Linked DNA regions of Mus musculus: all the other regions are linked to region 2. Evidence: chromatin contacts called from public Hi-C and HiChIP or PLAC-seq data. All regions are on one chromosome and are shown on one strand. The core of a region is the stretch at or near the end of the contact, and the rest is flanking DNA. Distances in the headings are between cores, read along the strand shown. Region 1 has its middle 47 kb from the start of Gm40130. Region 2 holds the start of Plppr4 (phospholipid phosphatase related 4). Region 3 has its middle 53 kb from the start of Plppr4.

Region 1 (3,472 bases), core at 299-2,798, 51 kb before region 2:
GGTAACATTGTATAGGCTTAGGAAAGAAATGATATTTTGGAGTCTGTAAGGAGGTACAAGCTGCACATCTTTGAATCCAAAGCTTGGGATGCAGAGGTAAAGTTTAGAGATTCAAGGGCCAACTACAACATGGCAAATTTGAAGCTAGCTCAGGGCTACAAGAAACTGTCTCAATACCATCTTCCTGCCACCAAAAATATGTAATTTACAAGCAAAACATATGTTAAACATATATTTCTATAAGAGAAATAATTTCTGATCAAATCAGTTAGCATATGTTGTTATGTTTTTGGTGAGAATTAGGGTTATTTTGAGAACTCTATCAAGTAATGAAATTTGTTACAAAGATTACTATTTCTTAACTGAATAAATTAAAATTACAGAGAAATTACCTCACTGAATCCACAGTTTCATTTGTTATTCTGCACCATAATATATAGACTTTTATGCCTTTGTTACATTGTGTAAGAGTATGTTTTATGTGTGTGAATTTCCTAAGTATCTAAAATATTTTAACTATACACTATCTTATCTAGATCACAAATACTAAACTGTTTATACTATTCATAGAGTTTAAAATCAGAATTCCTAGTTCTTCTGAGGGCTGAAGTAGAAAGGACTTAAATCTTTCTCTTTGGATTGGAGATGACCATTTTCTTTCTGTGTTTTCCACATCATCATCCCCTGAGATATATCTGTGTCCAAATTTTTCATCATTAAACTGTACTAGGCCTCTCTGTAACTCATGTAAATTTACTGTCTTTGCAAAAACTGTCTCCACATATTGTCATATTCTGAAGGTTAAGTCCTCAGCATGTGACCCTTGAAGACACAAAATTCATTTCATAAGAGCTGTTACCAAAATAGCAAACAACACAATATACGGTCAGGATGCTGTGGTTAAAATACATTTTTGGGGGGTTTAAAACAGCAAGGTTGTGAACACATAGGGGCTTGCAGCTGAGTATGAGATAGCTAAACTAAGAAAGAGGAAGGGCAGAGCCCTGAGCATACACAGAAGGTCTTGGCAGGCTCTAGCCTGCTGCTGTGTAATCTTCCCCTACTGCAACCCAGGAACATGTGCAAGGCACTGTTATCCAACCCCCCAGTAAAATCTCAACTTTATGGGTTGTACCTTTATACACATTCTTGAAACCAATTGCAACAATGAATTATGTGTGAGATTGGCTTCCAATAAGGCTTCTGCCTATTCCAGGAAGGAATTCACCCCAAAAGGCTTCAAAGGTTGGCAAAGAGTGGAGAAATGCTGGCCCAAGACTTCTACATCAAGTCCCAGGGACAGTTTCTTGCTGTTGCTGCTAGGCTCGGTGGGCACTTCACTCTGTTGCATGTCCTTCCTTTCCACTTCCCCTTTCTCATCTACTGAAACATCTACTGGTTCACCCACTACCTGCGCCTCAGTTTGAGTCTTCTCCTTTAGTGTATGAGCCACCACTTCTGCAGTTGGGGTTGAAGGGGGTTCAAGAGGAATCTTCTCTCTTCATTCATATCAAGGCAGAGTGGGAAAACCCGTTCATCTCTCTCCCAAGGTGGGGGCTTACTAGATATGCTGCTCTTCTTCCTCCACTATCTGGAGATAACAGCAGCCATTCAACAATACTCAAGTTCACCTTTTTTTTTTTTTTTTTTTTTTTTTTTTTTTTTTTAGAGCATAGCGATTTGCCGCAATATGGCTGCCACTGTGCTGTCCTCTGGCTCCTGGACTGCTAACACTGTTCACACTCCTGTAACTCATCTCTTCAGTTAAATCTTGCATAGATATCATTCATATCCTGATGACACCCTGACTGAATGCACCTGTTCCACCAAACACCTTTAAAATCTATTGGTTTTTTATTTTAGGTTATGTAGATAGTTAAGGGCATCCCCATGTCTGTTCGTCTTGAGTAGATTATTTATACCCAGGTAAAAGTCTATATTAGATTCAGAAGTTTATCTTTGAAAATTGATTTCTGGAAAATTCTGTTAAATTCTAAGTTGAGTTTTCAGTGATATATATATATATATATATATATATATATATATATGCCTTTCTTAATTCCATGTTATCCAGCAATAGTGGAGATTCTGCCCTGGTTGTAGTCACTGGATTAAAGGATAACTTATGATATATTTTCCTAAAACAAGAAGACTAATGAAATTGAAGAGATAATCACATTTGAATATTAAAATGAAATTGCCTTGATTCTATTATTATATAAAAATAGTACCACTTGAGGAGGAGCATGGCCGCACATGCTTTTAATCCCAATTCTTAGGAGGTAGAGGTAGGCAGATTTCTGAGTTCAAGGCCAGCCTGGTCTACAGAGTAAGTTCCAGGACAGCCTGGGAGAAACTTGTTTTGAAGAGCAAACAAACAAGCAAAACCTTTGTCAGCTGAGAGCCAAATTCCTACCTTTTGGGTTCTAAGAGCCAAACCATTCTAAGAGAGGGCAACAGTTTCCGTTCTTTGTGAATCTTATCCATACAAAATGAGCTTTTTTCTTTCCTTATCTCTTACTTCTCTACTCATTCATGAGCTTCCAGGTGTGAAACGGTATCTTATTTATGGTATAACAGTTGGTTGAAAACTGATGATCCCAGGACTGAAGGGGAAGACTAGGGCATATGTCTAATGAGTTTTAGCTCCATTGTGGTGTTAAGGCAATAGAATTTGTGAATGTTTTCCATAAAAATGTAGAATGCAGTTGGGAGGAGAGCTGGTGACTCTGACATGGGTCATTTATAGAGTGAGTTGTGTGAGGTGGCGATGGACCAACTAGAGTGCACTCCTCACCTGGAGTTTAACAGAGGGTGTGGCTGAGATTTGGAGAATGTGGAATTCCAGCAAGTAGGGAGACATTTCCATGACAATGAGAAATAATAACAAGGATTAACCTACTCTAGGATGAGACCTCAGTGTTTCCCTGCAGCCCACTGAAGTAGCAGGTGCTGCCTTACAAAAGATATTGTGAGAGTTCAAAAGAATAGCAAGCCTCCCAGTGTCTTCCAGATTCAGTATGATGATGCATGCATGAATTCATAGATACTGTGGGAGATTGTGCAAGGCTCAGGTTCAAGCCGGATGGGGACCCAGCATTGAGAGTGGGAAGTAGTCACAGACTCCCAGCCCTAGCCAAGAAGCTATGTGCAATTAATACTCACTAGCAAAGGAAAAGTTATCTTCTCCAGTGGAGTCTCACTGGACATACCCACCACACCATGGCAGGCCCCATGCTCAGCAGGTACCTTACCAACACAAAAACAAACTCAATCATATTTTGGTAGACTTTTTGTTTTAATTTGCTTTTAGAGCATTTTTGTCTTACCGGTCTTTTGATTATTCTGAATTTTTTTTGTTTGTGCTCTTTTTGTTTTTGTTTTTGTTTATTTTAGAGAGAGATAGAGAGGATGTAAAATTGGGTGGGGAGAATCTGGGGATGAGAAAGACATGAATAAATTATATCATATA
Region 2 (3,317 bases), core at 448-2,947:
AAGCCAGAGGTTCATTATGAGTGCAACTCCATATTAATTGCTTAACCGAAATATTGCTCAGGTCAGAATAAAAGCACAGATACACACACACACACACACACACACACACACACACACACACACACAAAGTGAACTCAGATGATGTCATACATTTGAAATATATATTCACTCGTTTATGCATATATCTACACTGAGCTATATATATATGTACATGGATATATGTATGTGTCTGTGCACACACCCACACACACCATGGCTAAAGGCCAGTCGATTGTTGACTGACATCTAGAAATGACCCAATTTTAGAAGCAGATGAAGTACCATAGCAACTGTAGTAGGAGACGGGTTTAGGGGGGTTAATAGAAGCCACCGATAATCCTAATACCACATAAACATTTCTGGTCCTACAGTCTAGGCAAAACTGTATGCTTTTGAATTCCCACCAAAAGCTCACAGAGTTCTAGAAATAGTCAGCAAATTGAAAAACACAAATTTCAAAATACAGGCATCATGGCCCCTCTGGGGCACTGATATATGCTGTGCACAACTGGCGCTACAGGGCCAAAAACTAGACCAGTACTCTCACAGGTATCCCTTCCTGGAAGGCCACCCAGCAAGCCGCCCCTAGTGATAACCAGGCGGTGCTGGCAGGTGTCCACAGGCAGACTCAGGGGAGCTCTGGAGAAAAACCTGTGGGAGGAAAGGGAAAGGGTCGAGCATTTAGGAAAGGCAGTGGCTCAAGCCCTTGGTGCTCCGGTGTGGTCACCAATCCCGCCCAGGACCCGAATTAGCTCCGGAGCTGTCCGGAAAGATCTGCATTATGCCAGGGCGCTGGGCCAACTCACCTCAACGAAATAAAAACAGGGCAGGAGGGTGACGCTGTCCTTGATCACTTTGCCCTTTGGCCTCTCCTTCGCCGACATCCCGGCCGCCTGCCGGGCTCCAAGTCCTCCCCCGGGCGAGGTGTGCACCGTGCGGCCACCGAGGCGAGCTGCCTGCTCCAGCCGCAAGCGCCCGGCGCCGCTGATGTCACATTCCCCGCGGGCACCGCTGGAACCAGCGCGCTGCATGCAGCGCCCCCGCCTTTTCCCCGCCCCTCTTTGCAGTAACCCCGCGGATCCCCGAGCCCGAGCCCGCAGGTCTTCTTCAGCCTGGCTTTAGTCCGTGTTTTGCGGGCAAGGGATAGCAGCTCCCTCTCCAAGCTGTTGCTGAGATGGCTTCCCCTCCCTGCCACTCTCCCTGGGCTCTCTCTCCACCGCCCAAGCCGTGAGGCTCCTCTGCTGGCTGGTTGAGCTTGACGTCAAAAATAGGGAAGAGTGGGGGGAAGCACTCCTGGTTTCTGTAGAAGCAAGGCTGAGGAGCCAAGTCACCTGGTCTCACAAGGTCCCCTACCTGGGGTTCCTCTTGCCTTCCTAGAAAACAGAAGCCTGTTTTCTAATGGTAGCACCGTTATCCGCCCTATCCATAGCAAAAGAGACCTCCTACCTGTGCAAAATTAAAACTCGGACTTCATAAGGACAAGTAGGCCACAGAAGGAATTCACTGGGAGCTGGCTGCTACCCAAGCGTGACAGCCCTGCCTGCTGATCTCTAGGGAGGTAACTCCCAGGGAAGCACCTAGAAAAAGCTCCAATCAGCTGGGGAACAGAGTGAAAATTTCCTGCATCTGAAGAGAAAGGGTAAATGGGGCATCATCGCTGGCCCCAAAGCTCAGGAAATATTCTAACCACATTCTTATTCCCTAGTGCACTGTGGGAATCACAGCCGTAACTATGGAAGCATGACTCCAAACACTGGAGTCTAAGCCCAAGCCCTGGTTGTCAGGGTCCGTGGTTGCTCTCACATTTATGATTCTTTTCGCAAACCATCAGTGTCAAGTGCTACAGCAGAAGCACTCAAGGGACACAAAGCAACACATGGGGATATCACCCACTTCTGTCCCTATCTGTTCTAGGTCATTTCTTGCTCTTCCAAAGTTTCCCTGTCAATCACACGACTTTGAATCCCCAGCCTACTTTTCAGCTGGCTTTTTCCATTGCTGCTCCAGTGGGGTTTTGGCAAGCTAGATGCCATATTCATAACATTCACATTTTACTACCCATGCGGCATCTTGCCTCTACTCCTTCTGCCAAGATTAGGTTTCAGAGTCCTGCAGTGCAATTGCTCATGTACCATACTATTCAGTGAAACTCTACCCCAGGTAAATAAGATGTTTATCTGAACAGCTAAATACAGTAGAATAAAACCACAACACGTGACCTTGGGACCATGGCTTAAGTCCCCCCACCTTCCAAACCTAGTGTGTCCTTCTTAGCTGGTCTTGGTTCCATACATATCTTCTCCTAACTTCTCAAAAGCCACACAACCATCTAGCTTTATCTTACTCAGAGAATAGAAGCTATAGAAAAAGACTATATTATCCCATATTATTATTCAAAACAGAGTACTCACCCTCCCTCCCCCCCCCCCCCCACCGCGGGTCACTACCATGTCTTGTTTTGATTGGCAGGAAAAAAAAAAGAGTCCTTACAAATTTTAAGCCATGCCTTACCCCTCACACAGTAGCCCAAAGGTACTTCTGAAAAGCAATTACTGATTTCATTTCTCTGGTTAACCCTTCTAGAAGCTTCCCACTATGTGTAACCCTCACCCCCACCCCCACCTCTTTATTTTACCTGGAATCCTGATGGACATTCTACCTGATGAACTGCACTAGTTTTTCTGATTCTGATGGTGAGGGGACCCAAAACCTTTGTACTTACTATGTCTCTCTGTTGATGAACGCAGTTCTATCAACATTGCACAGTTAATCACTAACATACTTCATGACTCTGCTCAAAATTTAGAAACTCTGTCAAATTTTTCTTGACATACTAAGTAATGGTCACAAATCAAATCTTCAGTTCCCTCCTCTACCTCCTCTGCCTCCTTCTTCTTTTCTTCTTCCTCTTTCCTCCCCCTCCCCTTTCTCCTTCCTTATCCCCCTACTTCTCCTTCTCCTCCTCTCCCTCTTCCCCACTTCCTTTCCCCCTCCTCCCTTCCTCCTCTTCTCCCTCTCTCCTCTTCCTCCTCCTCCCATTTTAAAGGTTTATCCTTTTACTTATATGAGTGCTTTGTCTGTATATATGCTACATACCACACAATGTTATTGGACCCTATATAGATAGTTGTAAGCTACCATGTGATTGCTGAGAAACTGAACTTAGGCTCTCTAGAAGAGCAGAGCAGGCAATGCTTTGAACTGCTTAGCCATCTCTCCAGCCTCTTCTTTTTTCTTTTACAGTATGTTATTTCATTTTTAGAATGCATCATTATTTT
Region 3 (3,295 bases), core at 2-2,501, 52 kb after region 2:
TAATTTTTCTGACAATGAACCCTTTGTGTCAAGATGAGCAAGGCGAAAATGAGGCTACTTTCCTTAAAAAGCTGAACGTGACATCTTAGACTGCAATGCATGGCCCCACATTCGTTCTCAGTGCTAGCCCAGTATGCCTTCATTCCTAATTTTGTACCACCACTGATCCTGGATTTTCACATACCATGCCATTCAGCACTCTTTACGAAATAAATGATCATTCATCTTTGCTTCTCTCTGTTTAGAAAAGTAAAAACAAAACAAAACACAACAACAACAACAAAACCACCACCACCACTAACAACAAAAGACCTTCCTCCAAGATTTGACTTTATATGAATTTGTTCCCATCACTCAACATATTTATGTTCCGACTTTTATTTTTATTATTAAACTTCTCTTTCTGTTCTTTTATTCCTTTCCCCTAAGATGCTTATTTCTTCCTGCCCTGCCATCCTTCTTTTCACTTGCCCCCTTTTCTATATTTTTCTTTTATTCCATAGCCCAACCTTCTACCCTTTCTCCTTCCTCCTGTCATTCCTCTTCTTGTCCAGAAAAGGGTTGCCAGGCCTTGTCACTCATCCTCAAAGCCCAGAGACAATTAGTCATTGGAGAAAGAAAGTGGATACTTTCTGGCCTCTTTCTGCAAAGATTGCTTCTCAGTCCTTGCTCTGTCCTCACCCCCTCCTACCATGCCCCTTTTCCCATTTAAATATTGATGCCCCTCACTGGCTGCCTACTAAAGTAACCCTGTCTGGCACTCTGCAGAGGCAAGAGGAGCTGCAGCCTGGCGGCAGGTAAGAGACGTTAGGCATATTCTCCTCTTGTTACCTGCTCTTCTGTCGTTCCCAGGCTCCAAGTTTGCCAAGGACTGAAAACCCCATGTGCGTATCAGTAGATTTGCTGCCCTGAAAGAAGCTCCACTTCCCTTCAGCTGCCAACTTTCTGGTGCTGTATCAACAGCTACTCTGAAGCAAAAGGAAAAGGCAGCCCGGTTTCTTCAAGTGGGACAATGGCTAAAGGCACAGTGGAAATTCTAGTTACTCACAGCTCAGTGGTTTTGTGCTGAGGACAAAAGAGTGGTTTGGGTCTTCCTCAGTTGTGTAGTCTCAGCTTATCCAGAGAGGCTGTACATGTAGCTACCTTGTGCAGTGGTCTGCACACTTTACTCTGGGAAGTGGACAAGTGGCTACCTTGTCCACTGGTCTGATGGTTCCAGAATCAAGACTGTAGTTTCTGAATGTCAGTGTCACAGCAAGAGTTCCCAGAGACTGATGAAGCTTCTGAGTGCTCCAGCGTGTACCACTTAATTATGTGCCCTGTGTAATTTCAGAACAGTTCTATTTTTAGAGAGACTTTATTTTTAAAAAGCTTATATTTTAGAGTAGGAGGAGATGCAAATCATTTTAGGCCTTGTAATGAGCCTTAAAATGCCACTCCACAGAGCTGTAAAATTGGTCTGCACTTCAAATGGGTCACATTTAGATCAAGATGACAGTAATGGCAGGGTTTAAAAATGTGAGATGCCATGCATGTTTGAGTGGATAGGTCTGATATGTGGTGTGTGTGTGTGTGTGTGTGTGTGTGTGTGTGTGTGTGTGTGTGTCTTATGTAGAGGTAGTTGCTTATTACTAGTTAAAGAAGTCAAGGACATTTAGGACATCTTATAGCAATTCAGACTAGATGCAAATGTTTAACAAGGTCAGGTTGCATGTGACATATATTCCCCAAATGGGGAAGATACAAGAATTAAAACGTGAGCAGTAGCAGAAAGCTGGCAGGAAGGGTGTGACACTGACTGTGCTGTCAGCCTTGAAATAGCATCTGGGAAGAGCCTTAGTATGTGCATGGATTTCTTCTGTGTGAACATGAGCTCTGTCTGTGTGTCTGTGTGGGCCTGAGTGTGTTGGGTAGAGGAGAGACAAACAGGCTACTGGAGGAGAACCAATGTCTCTTAAGAGCACAACTCCTAGCTTCCCTGCTTTGATTACGGTCTAAAGAATTTTTAATTTGTGTTTTTATTTTTTATCTTTAATACTTTTATTTGTCTCTTGAAATTTTATAAATGTGGACAATGTCTTGATCAAATTCACCTTCTTTTTCCCTTTCCTACTTTTACTAGGCACCTTCTAATACATCTGTCTCAATTTCATAAACTCGAAATTTATGTGTTTGTGTGTGTGTGTGTGTGTGTGTGTGTGTGTGTGTACATATGCAATAGACATTTACATTGATTCCACTGAGTCCAGTTAGTGCTGCCCACATGATCATGGATATAGGGCCATCAATGGGGCATAGACAATCTATCATTACCACACCCTTAAGGATAAACAACTCACTCTCCCTCACCAACAATCAATGACCAATAGCTTCTCAGTTCCAGACAGGACTTCGGGAGCCCCTCTCCTGTCAGTGTTGGAATTTAAATGTCTTAATCTTGTGCCAGTCTTATCCAGGTAAGCATAACTTCTGATAGTTCATGTGTGTAAAAGCTATGTCATTTCTAGAAGCCGGAGTTCCCATGTCATCCTCTGAATTTCACATTCTTTTTACTTTTTCTTCTTTCTTTCTTTCTTTCTTTCTTTCTTTCTTTCTTTCTTTCTTTCTTTCTTTCTTTCTTTCTTTCTTTCTTCTTTTTCCTTCCTCCTCCTCCTCCTCCTCCTCCTCCTCCTCCTCTTCCTCCTCTTCCTCCTCCTCCTCCTCCTCCTCCTCCTCCTCCTCCTCCTCCTCCTCCTCCTCCTCCTCCTCCTCTTCTTCTTCTTCTTCTTCTTCTTCTTCTTCTTCTTCTTCTTCTTCTTCTTCTTCTTCTTCTTTGGTACAAAATTAAGTGTATGGGACACAGGAAGGGATCGGCAGAAGGGAATAGGGGCAAAGAAAGAAGAGGGACAGAGGACAGAAGGAAAAGAGAGAGAAGAAGAGAGAGAGATAGAAAGAGAAAAAACAGAAGAAGAGAAGGAGAGGGAGAAAGGGAGGGAGGAAGGGAGGGAAGGAGGAAGGTAGGGAAGGAGGAAGGGATGGAAGGAGGAAGGGAGGGAGAGGGTCCTTGAATTCTTTTCACAGCCTTTCACATTCTTTCTATCTCTTCTTCTAGGTAGTTCCCTGGGCCTTGTGGGTGGGGTCGGTATCCCCAAAATCACATGGGTTTGTCCGAAGAGTGAGTCAGCTTTGCACCACCTTGTGTGATATAACCATTTTTTTTCCTCTCTCTTGCACTCACCCTATACTTCTCCCACCATGATTCAGACCAACCTTTGCTAAAGGGTATCCAGAGATGATGCAGAGTTTCAGAGTTGGC

What was found. Hi-C and Micro-C count contacts between places; a contact is called where the count stands out from the background. HiChIP or PLAC-seq counts read pairs in DNA pulled down with a chosen protein or histone mark.
Region 1: a contact with region 2 is called in an H3K27ac HiChIP or PLAC-seq map of microglia, with 5 times the contacts expected there. The contact joins the enhancer-like site here to the promoter of Plppr4 in region 2. A contact is called at or near these places in 2 of 39 promoter capture datasets (cranial neural crest and hippocampal neurons), 3 of 484 Hi-C or Micro-C datasets (cortical neurons, embryonic stem cells and nephron progenitors), 2 of 115 datasets of contacts at active chromatin or transcription factors (embryonic forebrain and microglia) and 2 of 9 other capture datasets (adipose tissue and pancreatic islet).
Region 3: a Hi-C map of cortical neurons shows a contact between it and region 2, with 2.4 times the contacts expected there. The contact joins the enhancer-like site here to the promoter of Plppr4 in region 2. A contact is called at or near these places in 3 of 39 promoter capture datasets (hippocampal neurons, macrophages and stem cell-derived epiblast-like cells), 7 of 484 Hi-C or Micro-C datasets (Sertoli cells, cerebellar granule neurons, cortical neurons and 2 more), 3 of 115 datasets of contacts at active chromatin or transcription factors (SST interneurons, embryonic forebrain and forebrain) and 3 of 9 other capture datasets (adipose tissue, liver and pancreatic islet).

Annotation. Positions count from the first base shown.
Region 1 is chr3:117,308,088-117,311,559 of GRCm38.p6, forward strand. No RefSeq gene overlaps it. Among named protein-coding and RNA genes, the nearest start is that of Gm40130, 47 kb to the left of the region's middle. Within about 2 kb of position 1,549, at least 8 of the 459 cell types and tissues checked have an H3K27ac peak or open chromatin away from gene starts, as enhancers often do. A contact at or near this core is called in microglia, where this site is marked.
Region 2 is chr3:117,359,179-117,362,495 of GRCm38.p6, forward strand. Plppr4 (phospholipid phosphatase related 4) reads right to left here and starts at 1,698. Exons shown (of 7, transcript NM_177664.5): 1 at 846-1,698. The coding sequence starts at 1,070.
Region 3 is chr3:117,412,065-117,415,359 of GRCm38.p6, forward strand. No RefSeq gene overlaps it. Among named protein-coding and RNA genes, the nearest start is that of Plppr4, 53 kb to the left of the region's middle. Within about 2 kb of position 1,252, at least 11 of the 459 cell types and tissues checked have an H3K27ac peak or open chromatin away from gene starts, as enhancers often do. A contact at or near this core is called in cortical neurons, where this site is marked.